2 separate regions of the Sus scrofa genome follow, and region 2 is linked to region 1. A link is a contact called in public Hi-C data. All regions are on one chromosome and are shown on one strand. The core of a region is the stretch at or near the end of the contact, and the rest is flanking DNA. Distances in the headings are between cores, read along the strand shown.

Region 1 (7,133 bases), core at 2,170-4,669:
AATTCAGCATATAAAGAGCTTTTTCAGTTTTTGTACTCTCCTCCTGTGTTTATATGAATTTTGTATAAATAATAAACTTGATATAACTATTTTTTTTTCCTTTTTAGGGCTACACCTGTGACATATGGAAGCTCCTGGCTAGGTATAGAATTAGAGCTGCAGCTGCTGGCCTACAGCTATAGCAATACTAGATCTGAGCCACATCTGTGACCTAAGCTAAAGCTTTTGGCAACACCGGATCCTTAACCCTTGAGAGAGGCCAGGGATTGAACCCACAACCTCATGGATACTAGTTGTGTTCTTAACCAGCTGAGCCACAATGGGAATTCCAAATATAACTTGATATAAATAATAATTCCATCTATTATAATATCACCCTAACCTGGTGATACTGTGGCCAAAGGTACTATATTTTTCTAAACTTTTTTTTCTTTTTTGACTGCCCTGCAGCATATGGAGTCCCAGGCCAGGGATCAGATCAGAGCTGCAGTTGCAACCTAAGCCACAGCTATGGCAACACTGGATCCTTAACTCACCATGCCAGGCGTGGGATTGAACCTGTGTCCCAGTGCTCACAAGATGCTGCCAATCCCATTGCACCTCAGCAGGAACACCTCTAAACATTTTCATATGGTTAATTCCTGTGTATTTAGATCTTTCACCATTGTTTTAATTGATTTTAATGAACCTAACTGTTTTCCTTCCTTTGATTGAATTTATTTATTTTTTTATTTTTGTCTTTTGTCTTTTGAGGGCTGCACTGGGGCATATGGAGGTTCCCAGACTAAGAGTCCAATTGGAGCTGTAGCCGCTGGCCTATGCCACAGTCACAGCAATGCCAAATCCGAGCCACATCTGCGACATATACCACAGCTCACGGCAACACCAGACCCTTAACCACTGAGTGAGGCCTGGGATCAAACCCACAACCTCATGGTTCCTAGTCGGATTCATTTCCATTGTGCCACGATGGGACCTCCTGATTGAATTTATTGAACATCTATTATTACATACCAGGCACTGGGGCTGTCATAATGAAAATCAGACACTGCAACAGCCCTCAATATTTTCTACCGTCTAACAAAGAACACTGATAAGTAGCAGGCAATTGTTGATAATTGCTGTGATCGAGGACATGGTGACAGAGGGCATGACTGCACACAGAATGACACCTTTGGTGCCTAACCTGAACTTGTTGCATTGCAGACCTTTGTGGAAAGGAGTGATGCTTCTGCTTTCCGTGTCCCTGGATCCTTCCACAACTTATCCCTCTGACAAGTATTTTGATGGCATGAGTCAGGGTGCACGTGCAGTGACTGTCAGGGTGTTGGGAAACATGAATCATCCTCCGCCCTTAACAATCCACCCCACCCAGTTCGCTAGGGAGAACACTTTTTCCTGCTTAAGTGATGTGATGGTTAATTTGGGGTGTCTACTTGACTGAGTTATGAAGCACCCAGACACGTGGCCAAACATTATGCTGTATGTGAAAGGGAACCCTAATTCATGTGGCTCTGCTGAAAAGGGATGAAATGGTGTCTTCTTTCCTGCATCTGAGGCAGTCTGTACCTTCTGAAGAATGTAAGCTGTATTATGACGATATTTCCATTCCTTGCCCCTACTCGCATCGATCAGTACTTTTTTTTCTCTTAATATGTAATTTTATTAAATAAAATATACCCACTATGCTATTTGCTTACTTTTGAGTCAAGGAAATTGTGGACCCAAAATGAGAGCAATTAGATGGGTCTTTGTTTTTGATCACTCAGCGTTTGTCTTATTTATTTTCAACGGGACATCATAAACCAAAATATCCTAATTTTTGTTTGGGGCAGCTATGATCAGAAGGATAGTCAGGAGCAAGATCAGAAATACTAAAAATCATTTGTGACATAAGGATAATTATATGAGACAGAAGTATGCCCCATATGTAAATATTTGATAATAAGTATGTAGCAATATCCATTGTTGCTTAAAAAATGATCTAGAAAAAAATTATCATTCTTAGAAAATGCAGTTAGGAAGTTCCCACTGTGACTCAGCAGTAATGAACCTGACTAGTATCCATGAGGATACAGGTAGGGTCCCTGGCCTTGCTCGGTGGGTTGAGGATCAGTGTTGCTTTGAGCTATGGTGCAGATCACAGACATGGCTCAGATCTGGTGTTGCTATGGCTGTGGTGAAGGCCAGCAGCTGTAGCTCCGATTTGACCTCTAGCCTGGGAACTTTCAAGGGTGTGGCCCTAAAAAGCAAAAAAAAAAAAAAAAAAGAAAGAAAATGCAATTATATTTTAACATTAAATTTTAATTTTTTTAACTTTTAAAGGATTTCAGCTCCATTTCATTTGTTCTGTTTCCAAGTAAATAATAATACTAGCCTTTTCTAGTCATTGAATTTTATAAAACATAAAGTAAAATAAAGGAACATTCCTTGAAGGAATGAAGACAACTAGCTTTTACTATTTCCAATCTTTACAATTCCTAGACATGAAACAGATTCTAGCAAACCAATGGAAAGCCTTCATCTACATTACCTTTCCCTTACAGGAGAAAGCTTTGACAATGTTTATCCTTCCAGGGGAGATTTTTTTCCAAGAAAAAATATGTATGCTTGAGAAACATCATTTTGACCATATTTCATCCACCAAATTTAAGTAACTTTTGATTATTCCACTTCTAAAATACAACCTACTTCTATGCTTTTGCTGCCCCTACTAAATGGAAACCATCTAATACCAAAAGAGTATGGTAAAGAGATTAGGAACATGCATGTGTTAATTCTAATTTAATTCTCCATGCCTACACAATTCATTAATTCATAAATCCTGGATTTACTTGTGGCCTTAGTATGAAAAATAAAAATTCATCTTACAAAGAAAAGACATAAGCAAGAGGCATTAACTTTGTTTAAAAAATCTTTTACCTTATAGTATAAATTCTGATGAATTTTCATTCTAGATATTCACTGAACTGGAGTAAATATCTGCATACTGAAGTGAGGCAGCACTGAAAAAATGGTTGAGATATTTTTCTTTCTTTCCAAGAACTTTAAAAATTTTTGCATTCCAATGATAACTTTTTCACATATGCAATTGTCACTATCACTGCCAAATTGTATTAATGGTCAAACCGTAATTATAAAACTGAAAATGAAAGGCAAAAAAGCCAGCATGTATTATTTTAACAGTACTTTCAGAGCCACTCTCCGGAACCAAAATACCAAATTCAGAATGCATCCTCACCTTGAAAAAAGAATAAATGAAAAGAAATAACATGGATGAAATTCAGGAAATGAAAGTGCAAATGGACTTTGAGCTTAGCAGTCAGATGTTTGTTTATAAGGTTATGTTCAGTGATCCAGAACAGTCTGGCTAGAAGCTAATCCCTGGGCTGCACTCACCTCACCTCATCCTTTCTAGAAGCAGCTCGATAGAGTAAAATTGTGTGCCTTTTTCAGAAGCAGAGAGCTGTGTAAAGCAGCAAAGCAGAGTCTTGCCTGTAGGAATGACAAATCAAAGCAATTGCACTGCTTCTAGTTATCTTGGGAGACCCCACAGCACCAGAGACAAGGTATCTCTTCTCAGTACTAACTCAGAGGCATTCCTTTGCAAGAAAGAGAGAGTTCGTTTTGTGCTTTAAGGAGACCTGCTATTAATAATACCCATAAGTACACTAAGACAACCTCCATTTTTATCCAGCCAAGAATATGAAACCAGCTTCCCATTTCTCCAAACATCCATTAACAAAACTATGTTTACTCTAACCCTTTTTTACCACCAGTTTTTCATTTTCCATTTCAGTCTGTCCTCAATACTCATTTGCCAACTGTCCACTTATCTAACATTTTGAAGGATTAGGTGAGTTTTTTTAGATTCCATACTCTCTGAGGTTATAACAGTTACAAGCAATACTAATTGAGTTATTTGTCTTGGCGCTGGGTAGTATCTGGTACTGGGCGATGCAAAGAGAGAGGGACTCATACCTCATGCTGTCTAAATATTTGTCACTTATTTTTCAAAAATCTTGTTGCTTGCTTACCTACAAGGCCTTATTTTCAAGAATATGAGTGTAAAGCAGAGCTGTTTCCAACCAGGTGGCAAGTCTAGGTTAATAATATCATCCCTGTACAAATGGCAGACACAGGAAGAGCAGGATAGATGGTAGTTATTACATGTCATCACTCACATGGTTGGAATTCCTGAGGGGAAAAACAAACATGTAACACAGAGAGAGATGGAATATATCATTCTTTAAAATGCTTTGTACTTCCAAAAAAGGAAGGGAGAGAGAGAGAAGAAAGAGAGAATGGAGAAACAAAAAACAACTTATTGATAATAAACATGGCATGATCTGGCATAGGGATCAGATCTTACATGTTTATCTTTTTTTTTTTCGTCTTTTTTGCTATTTCTTGGGCCTCATCTTCAATATTGATAAATATGAATTTTAAAACTCTAACTAGGCTCAAATTCCAAGTAAACAGCACTATGTCATCTTGATAACCAAAATGGTTAATGCACCGTCTGAAAGCAACGTGGAGAGTAGTGAAAAGTAAAACCTAGCTTGATCTTAGAAACGTCTGAAGATATTCTCTCCAAAATACCGATGCGAATATATGGGTTACATATTTTTGACCAGGGATTTCCTAAGCAGTACCATCCCCGAGCTGCTGCACACAAAGGTAATGTTTAACAAGGTTGTACTAAAAATTAGCACAGTGTGAGAAGGGGTACAGGGAAGAGAATTTAAATTTAGCTCTGAGTGACAAAAAGGAGCCAGTCATGCCAGATCCCAGGGAAGAGCATTTCAGGCATGAGGGAAATTTCTGGAATTGTAGTAAAGTTCCAGGTCTTGATGGAGGCTTGGGTTAATGCATTTGTCAAAACTCAGAGATTCTTCTTATTTTTCCCTGTTGGTGTGACTGATGAATGACTGAGTATTGGTTCATTCATGTCTGTCTTTCCAACTACAATGTAAACCCCATGCGAACAGGGACCTTAACTGGTTTCTTTACCACTGTATTTCCAGCACTAGCACAAGCCATTCAGTTTTTCCTGCACCACTTATTGAAGAGATTGTCTTTTCACCATTGTACATTCTTTCCTCATTTGTATAGATGAAATGACAACAGGTGTGTGGGTTTACGTTTGGGCAATCTGTCCTGTTCCATTGATCTATGTCTGTCTTTGTGCCAGTACCATACTGTTTCAATGACTGTAATTTGTAGTATAGTCTGAAGTCAGGAAGCCTGATTCCTCCAGCTCCGTTTTTCTTTCTCAGGATTGCTTTGGCTATTTGGAGTCTTTTGTGTTTCCAGACAAATTTTAAAATGTTTTCATATAGTTCTGTGAAAAATACCATTGGTAATTTGATAGATATTGCAGTGTATCTGTAGATTACCTTGGTATGTATATTCATTTTGACATTATTGATTCTTCCAATCCAAGACCATGGTGTAGCTTTCTATCTGTTTGCGTCACTTTTGATTTCTTTCATGAGCATCTTATAGTTTTCAGAGGGCAGGTCTTTTGTCTCCATGGGCAGCTTTATTCCTAGGTATTTTATTCTTTTTGGTGCAATGGCAAATTGGATTGTTTCCTTAATTTCTCTTTCTGATCTTTCATTGTTAGTGTACAGAAATGCAAAAGATTTCTGTATATTAGTTTTGAATCCTGATACTTTACTGAATTCCCTAATGAACTTTAGTAATTTTCTGGTAGCATCTTTAGGATTTTCTATGTATCGTATCACATCATCTGCCAACAATGACAGTTTTACTTTCTCTTTCCCAATTTGGATTCCTTTTATTTCTTTTTATTCTCCGATAGCTATGGCTAGGACTTCCAAAACTATGTTGAATAACAGTGGCAAGAGTGGACAGTCATGTCTTCTTCTCTTAGAGGAAATGCTTCCAGCTTTTCACCATCACATATGATGTTAGCTCTGGGTTTATAATATACTGTCTTTATTATGTTGAAGTAGGTTCCCTCTATGCCAACTTTCTAGAGAGCATTAAGTATAAATGGATGTTGAATTTTGTCAAAAGCCTTTCCTGCATCTATTTAGATGATCATATGGTTTTTATTCTTCAATTTGTTAATATGGTGTATCACACTGATTAACTTGTAGATACTGAAAAATCCTTGCATCCTTGGGATAAATCCTACTGAAACATAATTCTATTCAGCTCTCTCAGTGAAAGACATCTTTTTTTTTAAATAACACTCCCCATAATTTTATAGAAAATTATGTAGAATATATAATTGACATAATTAATACTTCTCAAACTGTTTTTTTAATTCAATGATCAAAGTGTTTTGAGATCCTAGCTAGCATATTCCAGGACTAAAGGTTACATAACTTCATTTTGTTCTGAACAGTTTTCTATAAGAAACTTCCTAAAACTGATGAGTTCTCAGACCAAAATATTTTGAGACCCCCTCAGAGGTCATGAAGTGTCCAGGGAGCATGAAAAGCTTATGTTTACTTGGAATGCATATATATCAAAAAGAAAAATGAACTATGTCAACATCATATCAAATAAGAATAAAGAATATTCAGGAGTTCCCATTACAGCTCATCAGTTAATGAACCTGATTAGTATCCATGAGGATGCGGGTTCAATCCCTGTCCTTGCTCAGTGGGTTAAGGATCTGGCATTGTTGTGAGCTGTGGTGTAGGTCACAGATGTGACTCAGATCCTGAGTTGCTGTGGCTGTGGTATAGACCAGCAGTTGTAGCTCCAATTCAAACCCTATCCTGGGAACCTCCACGTCCTGCAGCTGCAGCCCTAAAAAGACATAAAAAAAAAGAGTAAGGAATATTCAGTGCTATTTCAAAACACTAAAAAGCATAGTTACATTTATTACAGTTTTAAATTTAAGAGATTTGCCTATCATAAGTTACCAAAAAAATGGTGTTCTCAAATTATAGAAATTATCCAATCTATTCTAGTTATTATCCATTTTATGGGTTAAAAATATGTATATGACTTACATCAAGGGGACTGCACAGACTTAGTCAAAATAATCAATGCTGTGTGTCAAATGAAGAGGTAAATAAAAGAAATTGCCCAGTTATATCAGTGATGCATTGAAGCCACCTGGCATCTACTCAGGAGAGCAGATTGTACAT
Region 2 (7,133 bases), core at 3,275-5,774, 480 kb before region 1:
CACCACAGCCACAGCAATGCCAGATTCGAGCCGTGTGTGTGACCTACACCACAGCTCACAGCAACGCCGGATCCTTAACCCACTGAGCGAGGCCAGGGATCGAACCTGCAACCTCACAGTTCCTAGTCGGATTCGTTTCTACTGCGCCACGATGGGAGCTCCCAAATCTATCAGCTTTTGAGTAAAGTTGATTTCCATTTCTTCTTGATCTGAGGAAGCTGTGGGGAACATTTTTCTTCTTTTTGCAGAAGAGCATGGGTCCCTGACTGCTTCAAACAAAGACTCCTGATTTTTTTCTTTTGGAGATATCTTCATTGATCAGTAGGTGAGACTCTTCATTTGCTATCTCTGGCTTTAGGTCCTTCATGACTTATGACACATAACACTTTCTCATGACTGTTTTTGTTTTGATTTTTCCTTCATGGCACCATTCTCTACCACTGGCACATAACTGAGGCATGGGTGACTCCATTGAAGATTTTGTACCCTGCTCTTGAACGTCAAGGCATATCTGTGGAGAAAGTATTGGCATATCGTCCTCAATTTCCATGTCTTGCCATGTAGAGTTCTTCACATTACTGCCGTCAGCTTCCTTAGACATGGAGCTTTTCCTGTCTTCCTGCACAACTTCAGACTGTGATGTTGACCCAAGTTGAGATTTAGGTGACAAATACGTTTGAATAGCTCCAGTGTTTGCTGGCTTGTTCTTACTTTTCTTTTGCGACTTTGTTGTGACTGGATCAGATTTTTTGGAATTCAAGGGTGATGCCAAGACATTTCCCTCACAGAAATTGTTAATATGAAGGCTTAGCTTTCTTGCCAGCCCTTCATCACTTTTCAGTTGTTCTTCTAACTCCCTTTGCCTATTTTCTGCCTGTCATTTTTTTTTTTTCCTCTTCTTTCTCCTCTGCCAGGAACCTCTGTATGTATTCTTCACTGGCTTTGTCTTCTTCTTCCTCATTGGCTCCTCACTCTGCCTCCACCTTGTTTAGCTCCTCTTCATATTCTCTTCTTAATTCCCCAGGTTTACTTAATAGGCAGGCTGGTTGATAGTCATCAACAATTTCCTCTGATTCTTGCCCAGAGGCTCTAAGCTTGCCTTCTTTTGGATAGTGTTTTTGAATTATCTTCCATAGTTCCATATTGACAAGAGAATTTGTTCGGGCATGGTGCTGGGTCCACAAAGAGACCCAGCGGCAACAGAAGGGACAGAACAAATCTGCCTTTTCGACAGTCCACTGGAAGCATGGTTTACAGAGTGTGTGGTTACAAGGGAGTGTCACAGGCTCAAGTAGAATTTCCGCAAGATCTGGCATTGGCATTCCGACAAGGAAGGGACGGCATCCTTGAGTACAGCTATTTTAATATGCTAAAAAGGCACATTCAGCATCAATACCAGAACTCGGAGATTGGAAACATCAAATAAACGTCTTGAACCAAAAAAAGTTTTCTGCAGGCCAGGTACACGGTACAGCCTTGGAAGGTGGTGTGTTTGTCCATGTTTAAGACAAACGTCCGAAAGGAAAACAAAGGAACCCTGGCTGCTCTCAGCAAGAACAGCCTTGCGGCAGGGCTAAGGGTTGGCTCCGGTTCTCTGGCGCTGCAGGAGGCACGCGCCAGGTTCCCCTTCTTCCTCTTACCAGGCAAGGATGCTCCCTAGCGCTGCTTCCACCCGGACGTGGAGCTTCTGCAGGAGCTGCACTTCTGTTACCATTGCTGTGGGGCCCCCTGCAAGAGCCCTTCTGGGCACTCGGAGCCTGCCCCTTCCTCTCTTCGGGTCAACCCACCCATTTTTTCTGTTTTTAGCCATCACTTCTCTAATATGAGGGAAAAAAGAGAACTAGTGAGAATCTATTTATCTATGTGTGTGTGCAGAAAGCTGACCAGAGTAACTGGTGGACTTCCTCATGTGATTTTCCACACAGTAAAAGCACATTATCTGATGCTGTTTTGTCCCTCAGTCTCAGGTTTCCATTAACCAGTCTCATGTTTGCTTTTCAAGTGTGACATGACATAAAAAGTGGCATAAACTTCCACAAAACAACATCTTCTATAATAAAGATCTTTCCAGAAAGCTAACTCCAATGCACTCCACTAACACTTTCCAGGGATTGTTAATTCCCAGAAAGCTGCCCCCAATGTTCTATCAAAATCCCCCTTTCTGAAAGTTCTTGTCATTGCTTATGCTGTGAGTAAAGGAAACTGAGATGAGCTTTCTCGGCCACTCCAAGAATGTCCCTGAGCATACTAGAGGCTGGCTCCTTCAAGGGTGGGCCAAGGAGCAGCATCAGAAGTGCTGGACCTACCCTATTACTGAGTCAGAATCTGCCTCGAAACAAAGCCCGTAGGTGACATCCCTCATATTGAATTCTAGAAGGTTATTCATTTTCCTAACAGTCTTTTGACCCCCATGGCTAAGAAAGCCTTCATCTTTCCTCCTTTCCTCAAAAGACCAATTTATAGGTATTTACTCTTTCCTATTGATACCCTCTAATGTGTGTCTTCTTAATAATTTTAAGCCATAAAGCAGCAAAAAAAACAGACACCATGTGGACTCTTGTCAGTACTAAATGAGAGGTGGCCCATGTTCTCATAGCCTTTGACATCTGACCAACTAAGACCCAGGTAAAGCAGATTCATCCATTCTACACGATATACACTAAAATACAGCAACATAGAATTGCTTTTATTACCACTGCTAAGTCTCACCCTATTTCCCAAGTTATGCAGCCTGCTGGAGGTGAGATGCTCAACTATACATTGGAGATAATTAAACTGACTTCTGTTGTAGGGATCTGTAAATGTTCAATGTGCTAACATAGAGCCAACAGTTTCTCACAATGCCTAGAACTGGCACTTGCTAGTCCCCCTGTCTTAGAGCAAGAATAGCTGCAGAGGGTTGTACCACATGATTTCCTTTCCTTTTCTTTCTCTCTCTCACCTTCTTTTTTTTTTTTTTTTGGCTTGGAGATGAAGGAAGGGCATCACCTGAAATTTCTGGTCTGTTGTGCTGCTCTTCAGGCAGCGTGAGTCCCTTGCACTTCGCATCATGTCTCTGCTTAGTCTACGCTATGCCAACTATTCAGTTCTGCCATATGACAACAGACACTGACATATGTAGCTCTTGGGGTGGAAACCCTGCCAGTTACTTTCATAGCCCCATTTCCCTTCTGGAAACGTTCAACTTGTTTGGTTAATTTGAATGTGTTACTTAAAACGTGGTAACTTGAGCCCTTCCACTGTGATGCAAACAGCAGGCCAGTTACACTGTTCTACATGCAACTTAGAGCTCAAGTGAGTGTGTCCCTGGGTGGTATTTGAAACACATTAAAAACTATTAGGATTTTCAAGTATTTTCTTGATATGCTAATGTTTTCAATTCAGACCTCCCTGATGTCACTCACACAATGCCACTTATTTCTGAGGCACAGAGAATGCCCCCCCCACTCCCCCCCACCCCCCAACACCAAGACCTCACAAGTCCAGCAGGTGGGAGCAGGGCTGGTGAGCAGACTCCTTTTCCTATGACAATTGCCCTTCCTTGCCAGCCATTTGAAGTAACTAACTATATAAAAATCATCCTTGGAGTTCCCGTTGTGGTGCAGTGGAAACGAATCCACCTAGGAACCCTGAGGTTTCAGGTTTGATCCCTGGCCTCGCTCAGCGAGTTAAGGATCCGGCGTTGCCATGAGCTGTGGTGTAGGTTGCAGGTGCAGCTCGGATGCTGCATTGCTGTGGCTGTGGCTAGGCCAGCAGCTGTAGCTCCGATTAGACCCCTAGCCTGGCAACCTCCATATGCCATGCACGCGGCCCTTAAAAAAAAAAAAAAAAAAAAAAAGAGGCATCCTTGATTCCTGTGGGATGTCTTACGGGAACACAGCTGTTTGATTATCTGCATTAAATCAGACCTCACTCCTCCCTGTAGTTCAACTTTCTGTTTTTCAGTAGTTAAGGATGGGTTCAGCAACATGAGTGCAGATTTGCATATGATGTTTAAAGACAAAAACTCGTACAGAAGAGTCTGTGTGGTTAAGAGGGCTCCAGACCAGAGCATACCTGCCCTCCACACACTTAGGAATCACTCTCCACTTTAACTCCTTTCTATTTGTGAACCTTATTAATTGCATCTGATACTCGGTCTGCGTCAGTGGTCATTACTCATTAACTTCTCTGCCCAAACCAGTGTGTCAACTTAAGGTTTTACTATGACAGTAAATGATTCCACGCAATCCGTGCAAAAGATCATGAGGATGGACTCTGGCTGGGTTGAATATTACCCACTATTCCTCCAACAGAGGGAGAAAAGAGGAAACATCTGTGAGCAAGGAACCTTTGGAAAACACAGAAGAAGCAAGCACTAGGAATACTTCAGCTACGATTTTACTTGTCCATTATACTTCATATAAGCTGAGGAATTTTTTTAATTAAGAAAGAAAGCAATGACTTCCTCTGGTAACTCCGCACAGACATTTTTGGTCCTCTGACCTCTGCCAACATGCTGTGACTTCAAGGGTATAAAACTGCCGACAGTATTTCAGAGCAAAGTGCGAAGGTTTGAGATGTCCGCATTTATCTTCCACTATTACAAAATCCCCAAATGTTTTTCAAACTGATTTCATCATGGGAAGGATAGAAGCCCTTGGTGCATGGATAAAATACAAGACAAGATGTTTTAATACTTTTTTTTTCTGAGATGAGGGCACCTCAGTGTCAAAGCCCGGGGTGGAAAGAGGAGAGCAGGGTCTGTTCAGATGGGCCAGTGGCCACAAGGAAACGGTGTTGATGTCACAGGTAGGGAAGACGGGCGTTATGAAGTCAAATCGAGTATAATGGACAGAGACAAACGACTGAACTATTATCAATGGCGTCACGCTCTGTCAGGAGGAATTTATACCCATTCATTTACATCCATTCATTGTTTTAGCGGCACCATTAGAGAAAGAGCCACACAGCCTTCCTGTTATGGTCTCTGAGATAGGGGAGAAGAAAATTCACATCCAGGGCTGGGCCATGTGACCAAGAAAGCTCTTAGCCAAGAAAGTCCCAGTGGACGTCTAACTGTCAACCCTAAATTGCTCTTGTCCATGGCATGTTTTGACTTGCGATGTTGGTAAGTTCCCCAAAGGTTTCCAGGGCTTTACTCTGTGTGTGTCAAATGAGGCAAAGGCTTAAGGTTTAGTACGTCTAGTAAGTAGTCCTGAGATTAAAGTGGTGCCTGGCAGGCCTGAAGATACTAGCAAATCGTGCTGGCTTCATCAAGCTACAGGAATTCAGTTCCTCTTTACAGTTAGGCTGACTAGACACAGAACGAGAGACAGACAAAGCAGACTGGCAAACGAACCCATAGAAGAGAGAGATACAATCCCCTAAGACATAGGGGATCTCATCTTAGGCTGCTGGCATGAGAATTCTAGCATCACTGCTCCCTTGCTGTGTAAGCTCAGCCAAGATACTTAAGCTCTCCTGGCTTGGTCCCCTTATCTGCAAGTTAGAGATGACATAATCTACTTCCCAGGGTGGTTGAGCATAGTAAGTGAGATATCGCAGACTGGGTGTTTAAAACAGCATCATGAACTCCTAAACATCATGAGCTCAATGAATGTTAATTGTTACTACATATTTAAGTATTTTTATTGGATAAAAGGCAGTACTACATTGTATTTCTCTTTTCATGCTCTTTGGGGCAAGTAAGCCTCTTTTGGTATAGTATCTCTCCCAGGGAGTCTGGAAGCCATCTAGCCTTCCTGAGATTGAAATCAGTGCTTCTACTGATATAAGGTCAAGGGGATCCTTGTACAATGTTCATGGTTCTTCAAGTCTTACCAGCCCTCTTCAATTTCAGAGAGAATTCACGAAACTATCTTTTGATCACCACAGTCTCTTTTTCACATTTGTATGCTTAATAAACTATTACATATTTCTTAATTCCCTCATCATTTCTATATTTTTCTTAGGATTTCATTTCAAAATAGTGTAGATTTTGCCTTGACACTGTGTCTTTAGGCTTTCAGCCTCCCAGAATCTAAACTTTGGCCCTCTCTGGGGCCAAATATCTCTTTTTATTATTGCCTATGCTACCACTTTTTAATGCACTCTTACACTTGCAATGCTATCATTTATAAGTAGATGTCATGTTAGAAAGATTACCAGACACCCCTGAACAATCTATAGAGACAGGTCTATAATAACTCTAGGCATGACATTTTGTCTCGAAGCAACCCAGAAAAATGAGATGCTAGTATATTTTTGAAAACTCCTCAAGAGGGAGCTGTCCAAATTTCCATCTGTGCTAGGATCACAGTGGCTTAAGGATTCACAGAAAGATGAGAAAAAATGCTGAGCCTCAGACACTAATGTGGTCACAGGTATCTTCCAACAGACCCCCCCCCCCCATTGCTGCTAGAGCTGGAGGGTGGGTGTGGGGCAGGGGGAGGAGGTGACACCTATTCTGCTGTTTTCACAGTAACTGAAACCAACCAGATAACTGAAGAAAGCCTCACGCTGTTTTGACTTTAGACTTGCTGTCAGTATTGCTCAGGCATCTAAAGCTTCATGATTTCACTCCAGCTACTCGAGAACCATTAATAATTTTTTTTCCCTAGAATTTTCAAAGTAAAGTCTTCTGCTTCATAAGTTCCTGCCAAGGGTTTAGAGCTACTACTTACTGAGTAATATGATACCAGATGATCATAAACCACGCTGCCCTGAATCCAGCACGGTTTGAATTGCATGTCTCAGCAAGGATCTTCAGCTCTCCGCTGAAATCCATCCTTAGGCACCCAGCTAGACTGCATTTCCCAGAATCCCCCTGTCATTAGGTGAGGCTTGAGGTCAAAGCCCATAGGAAGGTGAGCTGAATGAGGTTTGCTGTTATGCTGACACTTAGGAGAGAAGTTATACCTCCCCCACCCCAGTGTTCTCTTGCTCTTTCTTGTGGAGAGAAAGGAAACTTGGAAGCTCCAGATTGAAGAGCTTTTGCTAGCCTGGGCATGAGAGCCACTTTGAGCGAAAGGCACTTGTAAAACAGCAGGTGCAAGAAGAACAGTCTGATCTCCCTGTTTCTTCCTGAAAGCAGGATGCAAAACTCCCATATAAAAGATGCTGTCCCCACACCAGGAGGAGAGAGACATTCT

What was found. Hi-C and Micro-C count contacts between places; a contact is called where the count stands out from the background.
Region 2: a contact with region 1 is called in a Hi-C map of liver, with 4 times the contacts expected there. The contact joins two enhancer-like sites. A contact is called at or near these places in 3 of 47 Hi-C or Micro-C datasets (liver and skeletal muscle).

What each region holds. Positions count from the first base shown.
Region 1 is chr14:15,247,452-15,254,584 of Sscrofa11.1, reverse strand. The region is part of intron 2 of GLRA3 (glycine receptor subunit alpha-3); the gene reads right to left. Among named protein-coding and RNA genes, the nearest start is that of ADAM29, 57 kb to the left of the region's middle. Within about 2 kb of position 3,419, at least 3 of the 83 cell types and tissues checked have an H3K27ac peak or open chromatin away from gene starts, as enhancers often do. A contact at or near this core is called in liver, where this site is marked.
Region 2 is chr14:15,731,737-15,738,869 of Sscrofa11.1, reverse strand. The region is part of intron 4 of HPGD (hydroxyprostaglandin dehydrogenase 15-(NAD)); the gene reads right to left. It also overlaps the pseudogene LOC110256674. Among named protein-coding and RNA genes, the nearest start is that of HPGD, 17 kb to the right of the region's middle. Within about 2 kb of position 4,524, at least 9 of the 83 cell types and tissues checked have an H3K27ac peak or open chromatin away from gene starts, as enhancers often do. A contact at or near this core is called in liver, where this site is marked.